Linked DNA regions of Sus scrofa: region 1 is linked to region 2. The links are chromatin contacts, called in public HiChIP or PLAC-seq maps. All regions are on one chromosome and are shown on one strand. Each heading gives the region's core, a stretch centred on a gene start, on an enhancer-like site or on the middle of the called end of the contact. The rest is flanking DNA. Distances are from core to core; before and after follow the strand shown.

Region 1 (7,100 bases), core at 4,007-6,506, 97 kb before region 2:
GCTCTACTCACTACCTCCCTCCCATGGGCCTGAGCGTAAGGGCTTGGTGTTGGCCTGGGCCATGCCTCATGGCTGGGCTGGCCATGCCGTCTGTGCCCGGCCCCTGGGGCCTGTTCCTTGGGCAGGCTGGGGCTATTTTTGGGATCGGGCTGGGGCTCGGGCTGGTTTCAGATGTTCCAATGTGAACAGGAGAAAATGGGAACAGATGGCTGGAGGGTTCCGATCAGCAGGTCCTGCTGGGAGCAGGTTATTTTTAGGGCCTTGTTAACCCTTTGGGGGCTGTGGAGCCACCCTGAGAGGGACAGCCCTCTCCAGCTGTGAAGAGGACAGGTCTTCTCCCTGGACCTCTACTTTCAGAACTGCACGTCCAAGTTGCTCTTCTTTCCCTCTCAGACCTTCCACTCTTTAAAGAGGCCCATGGCAAGAAAGCTGGAGCTTCCTCCCAGGCCAGACCCTGCAGGGAGCATGCCAAGCGGTGGGGAGGGGAGAGGGGTGGCTGGCAGAGGAAAGGAAACTCCCCCTTGCTTGCCTCCTGGGGTTTTGAGACAGCCCTGAGGCTGAGACAGTGGCTGACTGCTCTCTGGGTTCATGCTCTGGGTTTGAGTATGTGCCGGTAAACCCAGTGATGCCCAGGGGAGTGCCAGCCGAGGGAGCTGGCTTCTGTGATGACAGGAAGGGCGAAATCTTTGCACTTGGTCCCACTGAGATGATGCCCATGGGCCCCGTTCCCTTAGATGCTCAAGGGCAAATATCTGGACAGTGCCCACCTTTACCAAATGCCTGTGGATTTGGGTGCTGTGCAGGGGGGGTTACAGAGGGCAACATCGTGGCCGGAGGTGGTCTGTTGAGGGCTGAGTATGTCACTGGCATTCTGTTGGATAGTTTCACTCTTAGGATCTCACTCTACGCACTGATCTTCATTTTGCCGATGAGGAAACTGAGGCTCAGAGGGCTGAAGGGATGGACAAAGTCCTGTCACTCAGAAGGGGTGGGATGTGATTGGTACCCTGACTGCAAACCCAGTTCTCATTCCACTGCATCACTTGAACTGGTACTGCCTGCCAGTGTCCCAGCCCCAGAGGGCGAGGCTGCTGGGACTGGGCCTCCTCAGGGAGCAGGTTTATGGAATGAGTGTGGAGCGGAGGCCTGGGGGCAGGGGACCCTGCCTGTCACCACTCTCACAATCCCCTAAGCCCTTCTTGCCTGAGGGTGCCAGGACTGACACCAGAAACCCCATTTGGCCTTCCTGTCTTCCCTGCAGGAGGATCACAGGCATACATCCTGTCTCGTCAGCCCCCACCCCCACCCGTCCTGGCCCCCGTGCCCCTGCTTCCTGTAGGGTCACAGCAGTCTGGATGTCCACGTGGGCAGAGCTCAGGGCCCTCCAGGTGCTGCTGGTTCCAAGAGTTTGGGCCAGGCCGGCGAGGTGAGGGGGCTGGGAGGATGTCTCTGATGCTGGCAGTACCTGGGGAAGAGAGCCCAGCGAGCATCGGGCAGGGCAGGCGGGCGTTGGGTGAGGTCCCGCCCCATGGTGCGCAGCCTGTGCCAGCAGTCTGCCCGCACTCCACAACTCCCACAATGGCCCCATTGTTCCCAGCCGCCAGGCAGTTTGGAGGAGGTTCCTGGGCCACCCCTAATCCGCCCCCCTCCAAAAAAAGGGCCGGATTAACCCCTCGGAGGACTGAGGCCAGGTGAGGGCCCGAGGAGACTATCCGCCTATTGATTCCTCCCTCCTGGGAATCCAGGCTTGGGATTCCTCCTCCCTCCTACCAAGTGTACCCAGCAGTGGGGCACCTCTGGAGACTGGGGTGTCCCACAGGGCAGGGAGTAGCATCTAGACCCTCTCTCACCCCCACGGTGGTGCAGGTGCCAGGGGGCAGGAAGTGCCAGTGGGGTGGCAGGCGGAGACCAGATATATTTGGGCCGGTGGGGCTAATTCCAGCCACCACCGCCTGCCCTACTGGCTCCTGAGCTCCTTTCCTTCCTGTGAAACCAGAGCTGGGTTGGGCCTAGCTCAGGATTTCGGTGGATTTAAAGAGGCAGCACCTTCCCTGCCAGCCTGGCTTCCTCTCCCCCTCCCCAGGTGGGGTCTAGCACCAGAGCAAGGACTGGAGAACTTCTTGCTCCACCCTTGCCCCGGGCTAACCCCTGGCCCTTGCCCCTGCTGGGGTACCAGGCTTTTGGCACTCCTTTCTCCCAGAGCTTTGGGCGGGTGGGGTGGGCGGGGGTGGGCTGTGGTTTCCTGTGTTGGCTGTTTGTGCCTGGCCTAGAGTGCCCGCGCCTGCCTGGGCTTCCTGCCCTGTCTTGTTTCCTTGTGCCCCCCCTCCCCCTCCCCCTCCCCCCCGTGGGAGGGAGCAGCTAAGGACTGGGCAGTAGCCTTTGGGGGCACCCCACTGCCAGGTTACGACTGCTTCCTGAGGCCTGGCCACATGGGCACTGGCTGCAGGAGCCAAGTGAGGTGACCTCAGGCTTGTCCAGGCAATGCCACTTAGCCTGGTAGCCTCCAGAAGGGCAGAATCCCCTCCAGAGGCACCCTGTTCAAACACCCCAGACTGGAAGGTCCAGGGCCAGGAGTTTCCGAGTCCCAGCAGGGTCGGTGTTGCTTGACACCACCCCGGGGCTACAGGTGGGGTGGGGCTGGAAACTCCCAGACAAAAATTGTTGATTTGCATGGTCTCCTTTGGCAGGAGGTGGGGGGGAGGGGGGAGGGCTGCTAGGAACCAGGGTGAGGGGAAGGCCCCCCAGGCCTGGAAGTCCCCACGTTGAGGGTCCTGGAGCAGTACCTTGGTTCCTGAGCAGATTTCCTGCTGGGCTATGCATCCTTGACCTCCCCACCCGGCTGAGTCACCACCTCAGGAAGAGGAAGTGACCTGGGTGGTAGAGGAGAGCTTCTAGGGACTGAGGAGTCCTGACACCCAGGAGAAAGGGGACTCGGGACCTTGTTGTCTTGGGAGCTGCCTCTCCCTGAGTCAGTGGCTCAAGGATCCCACCCCTAAGATTCCGAACAGGTTCCTGTCCTTTCAGCCACCACAGAGGGTCCTAGCAGCCCATCTCCTCTCTAGAGATGTCTGCACACTGCGTGTGGAAGTGTGGACCTTCCAAGCCACATTTTCACTGCCTCTTTGGGGTGGTTTTGAACTAGGCAATGAGTCTGGTGGGCTAGCTGGTAAACCAAGCAGAGGCTCTCAAGGTGGGGACAGCTAGAAATAGGCAGATTGTCACTAGTGTGCGTTGTACTTGTGGCAGTCCTGTGTTGAGCATGTCCCACGCTGAGGCCCTGGGCATCCTTCAGAGCCTTCCTGCTCTCCCTCCCCCAGCTGAAGTCAGGTCGACTTGACTTTAGCCCTTAGGTCACTGCTCCCCTCCCCGTTCCCCCCACAAAAGCTTTCTGGCAGGCTTTGTCTCTGCAGCCTCCTGGGCTCCATTCTCATGGGTCTGCTCATGGTCTTTCACTCAGGGGACTGGCACCTGCTCCCAGTTTGTGAGCATGTGTCACCGCTCCCCACCCTACCCCCTAAGAGGGGACCACAGCACTCTCTTTCCAGAGCTCCATCCCTTTCCTTTTGCCCATCTCAGGGGCTCCTGGCCTGGTGCTGGGCAGCCCCCTTCACTCTGTTTGTTTAAAACCACACCCACAGAGAATCAGCCTTCCTGCCTCCCATCCCAAGGCCTTCCAGGTCTCTTCCGACTGTGACTGCCTAGAGGAGGAGGGGTCTCTGGGCGCTGGGGCAGACTGCTGAGGGGCAAGGTGGGGGGAAGGTGTGAGATGGGAAAGTCCTGACTCACCTGTACTTGACTCAGCTCGTCCTGCCGCTGGGTGGGAGCGAGGGGGTGGAGTCCCAGAGGGGAAGGCGACTCCAGGATTCTAATGCGGAGGAGCCCTGGCCTGACTGGGGACCCTGGAGAGGACAAATTTTCTAACAGCCCCTTCCCAAATTATTAGAGGTCCCAATATTTGAAGCTGCAAATACTGGTCCCTTGCTCCACCCCAACCCCTCGGTGGCTGGGTCCAGTGGCTGATGTGTGGGAAGCCCACCTGTCTGGCGTGGGCTTAGATGAGCAGTCAGGGCTTTGCGGGGAGGACACTGCAGTGTAGGGGAAACACCGGGGGACCATGGTCTTGGTGCTGCCACGTAATGGTCACGTGACGCAGGAGCATATCACTTCCTTTTCCCAGATCTCAGTTTCCTCATTGTGAAATGGGGACAATAATACTCTCTGGTAGGTGGTTGGTAGTTTTAAGGATCAGCAAGGTGGTGAAGTGGAAGCCTGGGACCCAGGTCAATGTTGGCCTGCCGCCACACCCAGGCTCTGTCTCTCCCCTGTGCTAATGCAGGAGATGGGGTCTGGGAGCAGGCTGCTTCCCAGCCAGGTGCTGGACTTTGGAACCTTCCCTTGAGGAGCCTCCCTTCCCAGAGACAGAGCGGGAGCCGGGGAAGGTCCACGTGCCGCGGAGTTAAGTTAGGGCTAGACTCCCACAGGGTCCCTGGTGTGTTTCCCTCCTTCCCGGTTCCCAGGTCCCCCAGGTCCCGGCCTAGCCTCCAGCTGCCCAGGAGGGAACGTGCACCGGTGTCTGGCTGGGCCTGTCCCTGGACAGGAGCTCCTGGTCCAAGACTCCTCCCCTCCCCCGCCCCTTACTGGTATCTGTGGGGACAGGGCAGGGGGCAGCAGGGTGAGGCTTCTGTGTTTCAGTGAGTCTGTTGGTGTATCTAAGTGTGTGTGTGTGTATTTCTCTGAGAGTACCAGGCTCAACTTTCTATGGCTGCCTCGTGGCCTGGCCTCAGTCTTTTCATCTGTACAGTGAGTCGAGGCGCTCCCTCTCTACCCTCTGGCCGCCTCTGGAAACGTGCCGCAGGCTGTTTCTGTGCTCCTGCTAGGGCCGGCGCCTCCCTCGCCCTCCCGCACACCTCCGCGGCCCGGCGGGAGCGCGCCTCTAGTTTCCTGGGCTCCGTGCGTGTCTTTGTCTCCCCGTCCACGTGCGAGCTGCGAGGGTGTGTGAGTCAGAGTTCGGGTGCTGGTGGGTCCCGGAGCCCCTGCCCGACGGCGCCCAGCGCCGAGCCCAACCTCGGCCCCGCCGCGGCGCGCGCCGGGCCCCTCGCCGCACTTGGCCGTGGGTCTGTCCGGGCGGCGCGTGCGGGGCCGAGAGAGACACGCTGCAGCCCTGCCCGTCTCCCGCTCCCCGGCTCGCTGGCTCTCTTGCTCGCTCGCTCGCTCTGCCTCTCCGCTCGGGCTCTGCCGAAGGGGGCGGGGTGGGGTGCTGGGGCGGGGGGAGGGGAGGCTTCTGCATTCTTGCGGTCGGGGAGGAATCTGAGCCAGCGTTACTGGTCTCCAGAAGAGCCCAGCTGCAGCCCCGGGGCCCCGCCAGGCCTCTCGCTGCCCGCCTGGGCCTGCTGGGATGGGCACGGGCTAGGCCTCGAGCTGGGGGCGGGGCATCGCCCCACCCCCACCCCCAGCCCCCTCCCAGCCCGGGCGCCCTGGGGCTGGGCGCCGCGGGGGGCGGGGCGCCAGGGGTTCCTCCCACTGCCCCTGGGTGAGGGGCGCACCTGGGAGCGGGAGTACCCCCCCCGGGGGGGGGAGCGCTGACAGACCTTACGGCCGACCCACGCGGGCACCTTTGCAACCCTGTCCTTGTGGTGAATTCTGCCCCTGTGGCCGGGGCGGGGTGGGGGGGCCTTGCTAGACACCTCAAGCTCTGGGAGGATAAGGTTCGGGAGGGATGGGGACAGGACCGGCCGCTAGGATCGTGACCCCGACCTGTAGTCCTTCCTTGCCATTCCCACCCTACCCTATCCAGTTCCCTAGTCCCAGGGCGGTTGCGTCCTCCCGTCTCCCCTCCCTTTCTCACACCCCCTCCCCAAGTCACAAGTTTTCTCTTTGGGGCTTGTTGCTGCAGTCCCTGATCCAGTACCGAGTACCTGGCTGGGCCCTGGGCACGCACAGGGGCCGTAGCCCCACTGTGTGTGGGAGCCATGAGGATCCTGGCTAACAAGACAAGGTGTGTGGGTGTCGTGGAGGGCGGGATGTGTGTGTGGAGTGAGGGGAAGGGAAGGGCCCAGTGACGATGGAGCTGAACTGTGCAGACTTGGAGAGCGAGCCCCCCCCCCCCCGCCCCCGCCCGGGCACCTGGCTTCCAGGTCGCTGGTGGGATAGAGGAGGGTCAGAATGGGAAGGCCTGCCGCGAGGCGGGAGCCCACAGCTTTAGTGCCCGGGGACAGAGGGGAATGGCAACCAGCTAAGCCTGCTGTTCTAGTCCCTTTCTACCCTTTCCTCTTAAAAAGGGTTTGAGTAGACCCCCGCCCACCCCACTGTCGGGTCCAATGGCGCCCTCTGGCCTCAGTCTAGCTGGGGGTGGGAGCCGGAGGGAGGGGCGGCGCCTGCCTCCCTCCCCTTCCCCAGGAGAAGCCGGCAGACTGGGCCAGGCGGCAGCAGCAGGACAGCAGAGCTGAAATAAATCTGAGCTGGTGTGGAATGAGGGGGGATAAATATCCTCTCCCGTGATGTGATCTTTCCAGCGGCTATTAATAGGTCTCCGGGGAGGGGGAGGCGGTGGGGGGAGCGGGCTAGAGCTTAAAGGGCCCGCAGCCTAGGCTGCAGGAATCCTTGGTTTCAGCCTGCTCCGCACACCAGTCCCCTCCCCCCTTCCTCCTGCTCCTGCCTGTCCGCCAGGCCTGCCGGTGGACCCTCTTCAGGCAATCCCCTCCTGCTCTGGGGAGCGGTCTGGACCAGTGGGTACCACTCTGTGGTGTACTTTTTCCCACTTCCCCAAGGGGGATGGGGCTGGGGCATGAGCAGTGACCCTCAGGTCCTGTGCCCCTTCCCAGTTGGTGTTGGGACACACGGAAGTTGAGATTTGGGGACCTTGGAAGGAGTCCGAAGATAGCACACCTTTGAAGAGAGGGTGCTTATGTGTTGGTCAGGTGCTAGTGGAGGGGGGTTGCCATGGAGGCTTGCAGTCTGATGGATGCCGGGGCTGGGGGCGGATTGGATTCTGCCAATACCAGGCCCTGGTTTTCATTTGAATTGTGGGGACTGGGAGGTGGAGAGGGTGGCCCCATCTTCACTCCCCAAGGTGGAGAAGGGCATTAGCCCTTGTCTGAGGA
Region 2 (6,803 bases), core at 1,479-3,978:
ATTTTGGGAAACATTTTACAACAATTATACAATTATCAGGTGACTTCGCTGGGGATAGAAACCTATCCCTCTAGAAACCATATATACCACAGTTCACCTGAACTATTACACTCAATGTGGTCAAAGATTTACGTAATGCTTTTTTTTTTTTTTGTCTTTTTAGGGCTACACCCACTACATATGGAGGTTCCCAGGCTAAGGGTCCAATTGGAGCTGTAGCTGCCGGCCTAAGCCACAGCCACAGCCACTCGGGATCCGAGCCTCGTCTGCGACCTACACCACAGGTCACAACATCGGATCCCTAACCCACTGAGCGAGGCCAGGGATCGAACCTGAGTCCTCATGGACACTAGTTGGGTTCTCTAACCACTGAGCCACGACGGGAACTCCTCATGCAATACTTGAAAGAAACATTTTATAAAGATACTACGTGCACTATCAAATAATTCACCTGTGTCATATTTTTCTACTGTTCTTATTAATCTGTTTGAACTAGGGAGAAAAAAAGATCTTGAGATAGTTGAATTGGATCTATCAACCACCGGATCTATGAACCAAGAAGAAAAGGGCCAAGGGTTAATAGTTTAATTCTATATCATCTATATTTCTCATCGGAAAGCTGAAAAGGGCTGACATAAACAAACTGGAGGGATATCTGACAATCTTATAACAATATTATGCAGACTCTTGAAAGGTTTTAACCCTGGCAGATTTTTAGGTGAGAATAGGCAGCTATTTCATATTCTGCTCTTGGCTGCAGAAGAAATGGCACCTCACTTTTGGTTTTTGTCAAGACCTCAGTCAGGCCCCCTTTGAAGGTAACAGTTTATTTATGAACACATCCCTTTCCTTTGGCTGGTCTGAGCGGTCTAGGGAAAGAGACCTGAGCGGGCTGTGGCCTGTTTTAAATCCCTAGGCTCTCCTCCCTCCCACTCCCTTTTTGCTCTCCTCCCCTTCACATTCCTGCTACTTGGAAAGACAGTGAGGCCTCATACTTCAACATTTTCTTAAAGAACCACTTAGCCATTCTTTCTCCGGGATGGGCACAAGATGCCAGTTATTCCCTTAAATGAGTGGATGTTTTAAAAGCTGGGTGGGAGACCACATACTACAAATTTAGATGAACAAATTAAAGGGAATTAAAAAATCTCAAGAACAGCTTTTTCACACTTCTCTACCACCTTTCCTTAGGCTGTGTGGAAATAAAATAAACGAAGACCACCAATGAGAACAGGCTATTCATTCAAAGCTTGCTGTAACAAGGGAGCCAGCCGCCTTCTCTTAGTTTGGTAGACTTAGAGGCCGGCAGTTTAAAAAAAAAAAAAAAAAAAAAAAAAAAAATTAAATTAAAAAAAAAGGGCAGGGGGCGGCGGTAAAGCTTCAGGGTATGCTCTGATTGGAGGTTGTTAACACGGGGTAGCTGGAGGCGGGCTAACTAGAAACTGGGCATCTTAAGTGATTGGTTTGAGGGAATATATTTGGCTTTCTCTGATTGGTCCCGAGTTGGGAGCAGGGGCAAAAATTCGGGAAGCTGGCAGTCAACGACGAAGTTTTTTGCCCCTTCCGTCACTGCAGAGGCTGTGGTTTCGCCTCTCGTGCTACTGGAAGCAGAAGTTGAGGGTCGTCAACACATGGTTTGGTCATTGCCCTGTATATTGTCTCTCAGCTGGGTGAGACCCAGGTTTATATTTTCCCTGGACCTAACTTAAACGTTCTAGCTTCCAGTTCTTGTTTTACCTGGAACAAGAGTCCATTCCTGTTATTTTTGTTAAGGATAAACGGAGACATTCAGATGTGAAAAATATTTATGGGTATAAATACATAATTATCTTTCTGATGAGGGTCAATCTGGAAAGGGAGTCGCCTTCGGTCTTCTGGTTCCCCATTTATGTGCAGAGCTCTTATTCCTATAATAACTGACTCAGTGTTTCTTTCCTTTGGGAGAGGCTAGGCCTCCCTGGTTCCCTCTCTGAGAATTGCTCTTTGGAGCAGAGCGAGGAGGATCGCTGCCCCAGTGTCCCATTCTCTTTCCTGAGGCTCGCTCTCCGGGTTCCGGCCGTGGTCGCACCTTGGCTACTCAGCATCCCAACACCCCCGCGCCAGATCCGCCTCTACAGTCTCCCCCACCCCCCGCTTGCCCTGACACAGCGCCCCCTGTCCCCAGCCCCGCGCGCTCCCCGGGGTTCTCCCCGCTGCACCGGTCCCGGCTGGCCCCCCTTCCGGTGCCCAAACCCCGGCGCGCGCTGGCGCCTCCAGACTACTGGTTCCGCGTGTTCCTGGATGGAGGCCGGAGGGGCTCGGACGCGACCCCTCGGTCCTGCAGCAGCCTCCTTCGCCCGCGGGAGATGTCAGGTCAGCTCTCCCGTCCCCGAGCCGCTACCCGGTCTTTGGTCAGGAAAAAGCAGATCCTCCTCAGGTCCCACGCTCCCGATTTCCACTCTAGGGGGACCCTTCCCAGCGACCATTCCCCTATCATTTCTCCTCAGCTGTAGAAAGAGCAGCCCTCCTTTCCCTTCAGAAAGGGAGCCGTATTTCCCTTCCGACTTCCCCTCCACCGGGGCCCCGTGAGTCCCGGATCCGTAGGAAAGCACAGGCCTTCATTTTCTCCTCGGGTAGGTTCCCTGGCCAGGATTTGTCCTGTCGCGAAGCAGGACAGACTGAGACGCCGCGGCCGACACAGCTGCGGCGGCGGCCGGAGTCTCGCCATCTTGCGCGGAGGAGGAGCCGCAGCGGCCGCCATGCGGAGAACGCAGGGAGGAGGGGGGCAGGGAGCGGGGGAGCCGAGTTAGCTCAGTCCGGGCGGCGGCTTCGACGGCGCCTTGAGCGCGGGCAGCGGCGGAGGTAGGGCTGGACGGCCCCGGGAGCGGGCAGGCGCTGGCTGGTCGGCAGTGCAGCCCTGGCAGCTGAGCGGGGGCGGGGCGGGAGGAGGCCGAAGCGAGGGGCCGGGTGGGGGCGGGCGGAGGTTTCCGAGGAGGAAGGAGCGGCCGCCATTTTGGGAGCTTCGAGTCAACAATAAAGGACCGGGGGTGCCGAGCGGGAGTGGCCTCGGTGGTAGGACTCGGGCTCGAGCCGCGGGAAGTGGGGTGAGGCGGGGGGGTGGAGGTCGGCGTTGACGCCGAGGCTGCGGGTAGCCCCCCGGCAGCTCTGAAAGGGGGTCTGAGGTGGAGGCCTGAGGCCTGGCCGGGCCCTGGGGAGGAAGGCGGGTGGCGGGCGGCAGCTGTGTGGGGTGGGGGCGCCCGGGAGGAGTAGGATGGAGCAATGTGGTGCGCGACAGGGTCTGGAGAAGGAGCGGGCGAAGTTCGCAGAGGAGTTTTGTAGAAGATGAGGGAAGGTGGGACCGTAGGAGGCAGCAAGGACTTAGGGAGATGGTGGAGGTTACTGGGTAAAAGGCGGCCCTATAGGGGGCGGCAGGGATATGCGGTGTCGGGAGAGCTTGGTTTGGAAGAGGACCGGCTGTTTGATCTGAGTAAGGCCGTGTAGGTCAATAACAAGGCGGTGATCTTGGAGCCCCGGATTCTTGGAGAAAAGAACAGGCCTTCTGACTTAAGGGTTTCTCTTTGGGGCCTTTTTGGGGGAGTCCCTATTGTTCCCTACCCGCGGAGCTGGTTCCCTGCTCTTGTTGCGCAGATACGATTGCAGGGCTCCAGCCCTTTTGTGTTTATGGGTCCAGAGAGCTGACTTGAAGTGTGTGGGTTTTTTTGGGTGGGGGTGAGAAGATAGAAGCAAGAAATGATTTCCCTACAATTAGGGAGCTCGAATCATTGGCTTGTTTCTTTCCCTTATCGCCCAGTCCCCTTTCTCTTCGACAGTCCCCTCATCCCTTCAAAATAGAACAGTCACTCTAACTTGCACACCAAGCTTAGAGAAACTGCGCTGCATTTGCAAACAAAAGGTCTTTTTGGAGATGACGGTACAGTTTGGCGTGTGAAACTGTCAGTTGCTAACTACGATCTGGAAAGTGCTGTAATTAACTCCGCTAGGGGCTCCTCCCAACTAGTCTGTGTGTCGTTCGTATTTTTGAAAATGTAGAAATATAACTTGCAAATCTAAATTGAGAAAGGGTAGGAGGAATATTTCCTTTCCTGAGACATAAAGCTGCAGTGCAGGCTTTAGCTTAATTAAGAGGGGAGCAGTTATCACATAGTCACATTTTGGATATAGGAAGATAGAAGGTCTTGTGTGTATAATGGACAGTGATGATATCATTTAATCTTTAGAGGTTGCCTTCTTCATCCTCTTAGTGCTTTGCAAACCAGTCTTCTGGTGTGAAGTAGCTGGTATTGCTGATCATAATATAAACCTGTCAATACTGGAAACCACTTACTACCTTGAACTGAAATTAGGTGGCTGTTAACCACCCTCTGCTTAAGAGGACTTTCAGCTTCTTGGGAGACGTGGAAATAGACAGCTTTGTGTATGTGATGATCAAGATTTGCTTTTGAGCAGCTTGATTTTTATTTAAAAAAAAAACCTCAAAGAGTATTTTAAAAGATTTTATAGTTTGAGAAATCTCGGTATATGGCAAGAAAACATTAACTAGTAAGCTAGTGTATTTTTGGTAAAACATTTAAAGCAGTTGACAAACCAAACAGGCCTTTATTTTCTGGCTTTTTCTGCCTGGCTTTTAAATTAAGTTTTTATTTACAAATAATTTGATTGGGGAATAGTTTTTTAAAATTTAACTATTAATTGGTACTCTGGGTTTCCTGGAGAGTTTGATCAAAGTTACTAGTGTTTTTAGCCTCTCACAGATTTTTTTTTTAATAGAAGTAAATTCCTTTTTGTGTTTTTGTAATTTAAAAGCAGTGCTATTTCAAGTTGGGATATGCCTTTTGAAAAGTGTTATACTAAAAATTATACCAGTTTTGTAGTATTCAGATTTAATTAATGTAGCTAAAGATTTTCTTGGCTGTTTTTCAAGCAAAAGTGTATACATTTTATATCCCTTGACTGCTTCAGTTATTGTTTTAAGGGTCAAAAACTTAGAAAGGAAAAAGAAATGCATTTTTCTTTATAAAGTTTAATTTCTGTGGTTGCAATTTATAAGGGCATAAATAGGTTTTTCTGAAAGCATAAAATTAAGTCAAAAGCTCAACTCTTCAAGTATTCTTACCGTCAGAAATAGAAAAAAATTAATGAATTGCCTTGTTCGTATGTAGATTTACATTAAGTTGTGCTGACACTTCATTGAGTTGTAATTGAGTGTAATGAATCATTGACATTTAGAGGTGTCAGGGACTTAATTCATCTAGGAGGAAACTGAAGGGAAGAGATCATCACTTGCCAACTAATGCTGATTTAATCACAGTATATTTCTACCTGATGTCTGTGTTGCTTTGAACTTTTCAGTGCAGGTTTGTTTTTTGAGGCAGGTCATCTTTTTGTGTTTCTAGCCTGGCTAGTGATTTGGTCTAAGTGCAGCTGTGTTCTTAAATCTTCAACTTTAAAAAAGGGAGTGCTTCTTTGAGTTCTTTAAAAAGGAAACAAAAAAGCTTTTTCTAACTTTACATTTGTTAATTTAACTTTTTTCTTTGTTTCAGATTGAACTGAGCGAATTCAGATATATAACTCAACCTTGTTAGAGGGCTTTTTTTTAAAAAAAAGAGTTGATTCGGTGCATGAGAGCAAGTTACTGCTGCTTACTGTTCAGAGACTTACAGGTGCTTGCCTGCATTGCAATAAAGGACTCATATATTGAGCAAGACTTATATTTATCTCTTCGTTTTGGAGAGCCTAATAAACTGTTATTACAGTTTCTTTACTGACTTTCAAAAGTTTTGAACTTTGAAAGAGACATCTTTACAATTAATACAGCATGAGCACGGCCAGAACAGAGAACCCTGTTATAATGGGTCTATCCAGTCAAAATGGTCAGCTGAGGGGCCCTGTGAAGCCCAGTGGTGGCCCTGGAGGAGGGGGCACACAGACACAGCAACAGATGAACCAGCTGAAAAACACCAACACAATCAATAATGGCACTCAGCAGCAAGCACAGAGTATGACCGCCACTATTAAGTAAGTTTTAGAATAAATAAACACACGTGGGGGGCCCAATGAGATTTATTTTGTTACTTTGTTGTTGACTATGTGTATCCTAAACATTTTGATTGCAAATAGAGGTCACATGCCTCTATGGCCCTGTAGGTATTTGCAATAGGATAATACATTTCTGTCATAATAAATTCAAGTTTATTAAGTATCAAGCAAAGGTGATGAATATTAATTTTGTATAGACTATTTTTTGAAACATTTCTGGCTTTTATAACGAGCTCAAATTCATCTTGTTTTTGCCAGTATGGCTTTCTCCTTAGTGTTATAAATTAGTTAAAGCCGATTTCAAGTTTGTTGGTTTGGTTTTTAAGGGCGGCACCTGTGGTATATGGAAGTTCCCGGGCTAGGGGTCAAATCATAGCTACAGCTGCTGGTCTATGCCACAGCTCATGGCAACTCAGGATCCTTAACCCACTGAGCGGGGCGGGGGCCAGGGATCAAACACACATCCTCATGGATACCAGTTGGGTTCTTAACTTGCTGAGCCACGATGGGAATTCCCAATTTCAAGCTAAAGACCTGCCCAGCCTTCTGAACTTCAAACATACTCACTTATAGAAAAATTTATCCATACCTTTTTTAAGTTTATATCACTTTGCTTTTCATGCTTTTCTGCCCTATTTTCATTTTTTTTTAAATAAGCTTTCTCATTCTTTTATACACAAAATAGTGATCAGTTTATTACTTAGGCAACTCAGAATTTTAAACTCTTAAAAACTTGGATCTCATTTTACTTCAGAATGTATGTTTTT

The links. HiChIP or PLAC-seq counts read pairs in DNA pulled down with a chosen protein or histone mark.
Region 1: an H3K27ac HiChIP or PLAC-seq map of skeletal muscle shows a contact between it and region 2. The contact joins the enhancer-like site here to the promoter of DDX6 in region 2. A contact is called at or near these places in 3 of 5 promoter capture datasets (fetal liver, fetal skeletal muscle and liver), 13 of 47 Hi-C or Micro-C datasets (alveolar macrophages, blood, embryonic fibroblasts and 5 more) and 2 of 2 datasets of contacts at active chromatin or transcription factors (alveolar macrophages and skeletal muscle).

The regions. Positions count from the first base shown.
Region 1 is chr9:46,158,152-46,165,251 of Sscrofa11.1, reverse strand. All of the region lies in intron 4 of BCL9L (B-cell CLL/lymphoma 9-like protein), which reads left to right. Among named protein-coding and RNA genes, the nearest start is that of BCL9L, 13 kb to the left of the region's middle. Within about 2 kb of position 5,256, at least 57 of the 83 cell types and tissues checked have an H3K27ac peak or open chromatin away from gene starts, as enhancers often do. A contact at or near this core is called in alveolar macrophages, fetal liver, fetal skeletal muscle and 1 more, where this site is marked.
Region 2 is chr9:46,059,182-46,065,984 of Sscrofa11.1, reverse strand. DDX6 (probable ATP-dependent RNA helicase DDX6) reads left to right here and starts at 2,728. Exons shown (of 13, transcript XM_021062947.1): 1 at 2,728-2,841; 2 at 5,541-6,015. The coding sequence starts at 5,816. It overlaps LOC106504894 (proline-rich receptor-like protein kinase PERK2), which reads right to left and starts at 5,674. Exons shown (of 2, transcript XM_013979478.1): 1 at 5,669-5,674; 2 at 2,598-3,395. The coding sequence starts at 5,674. The coding sequence ends at 2,598.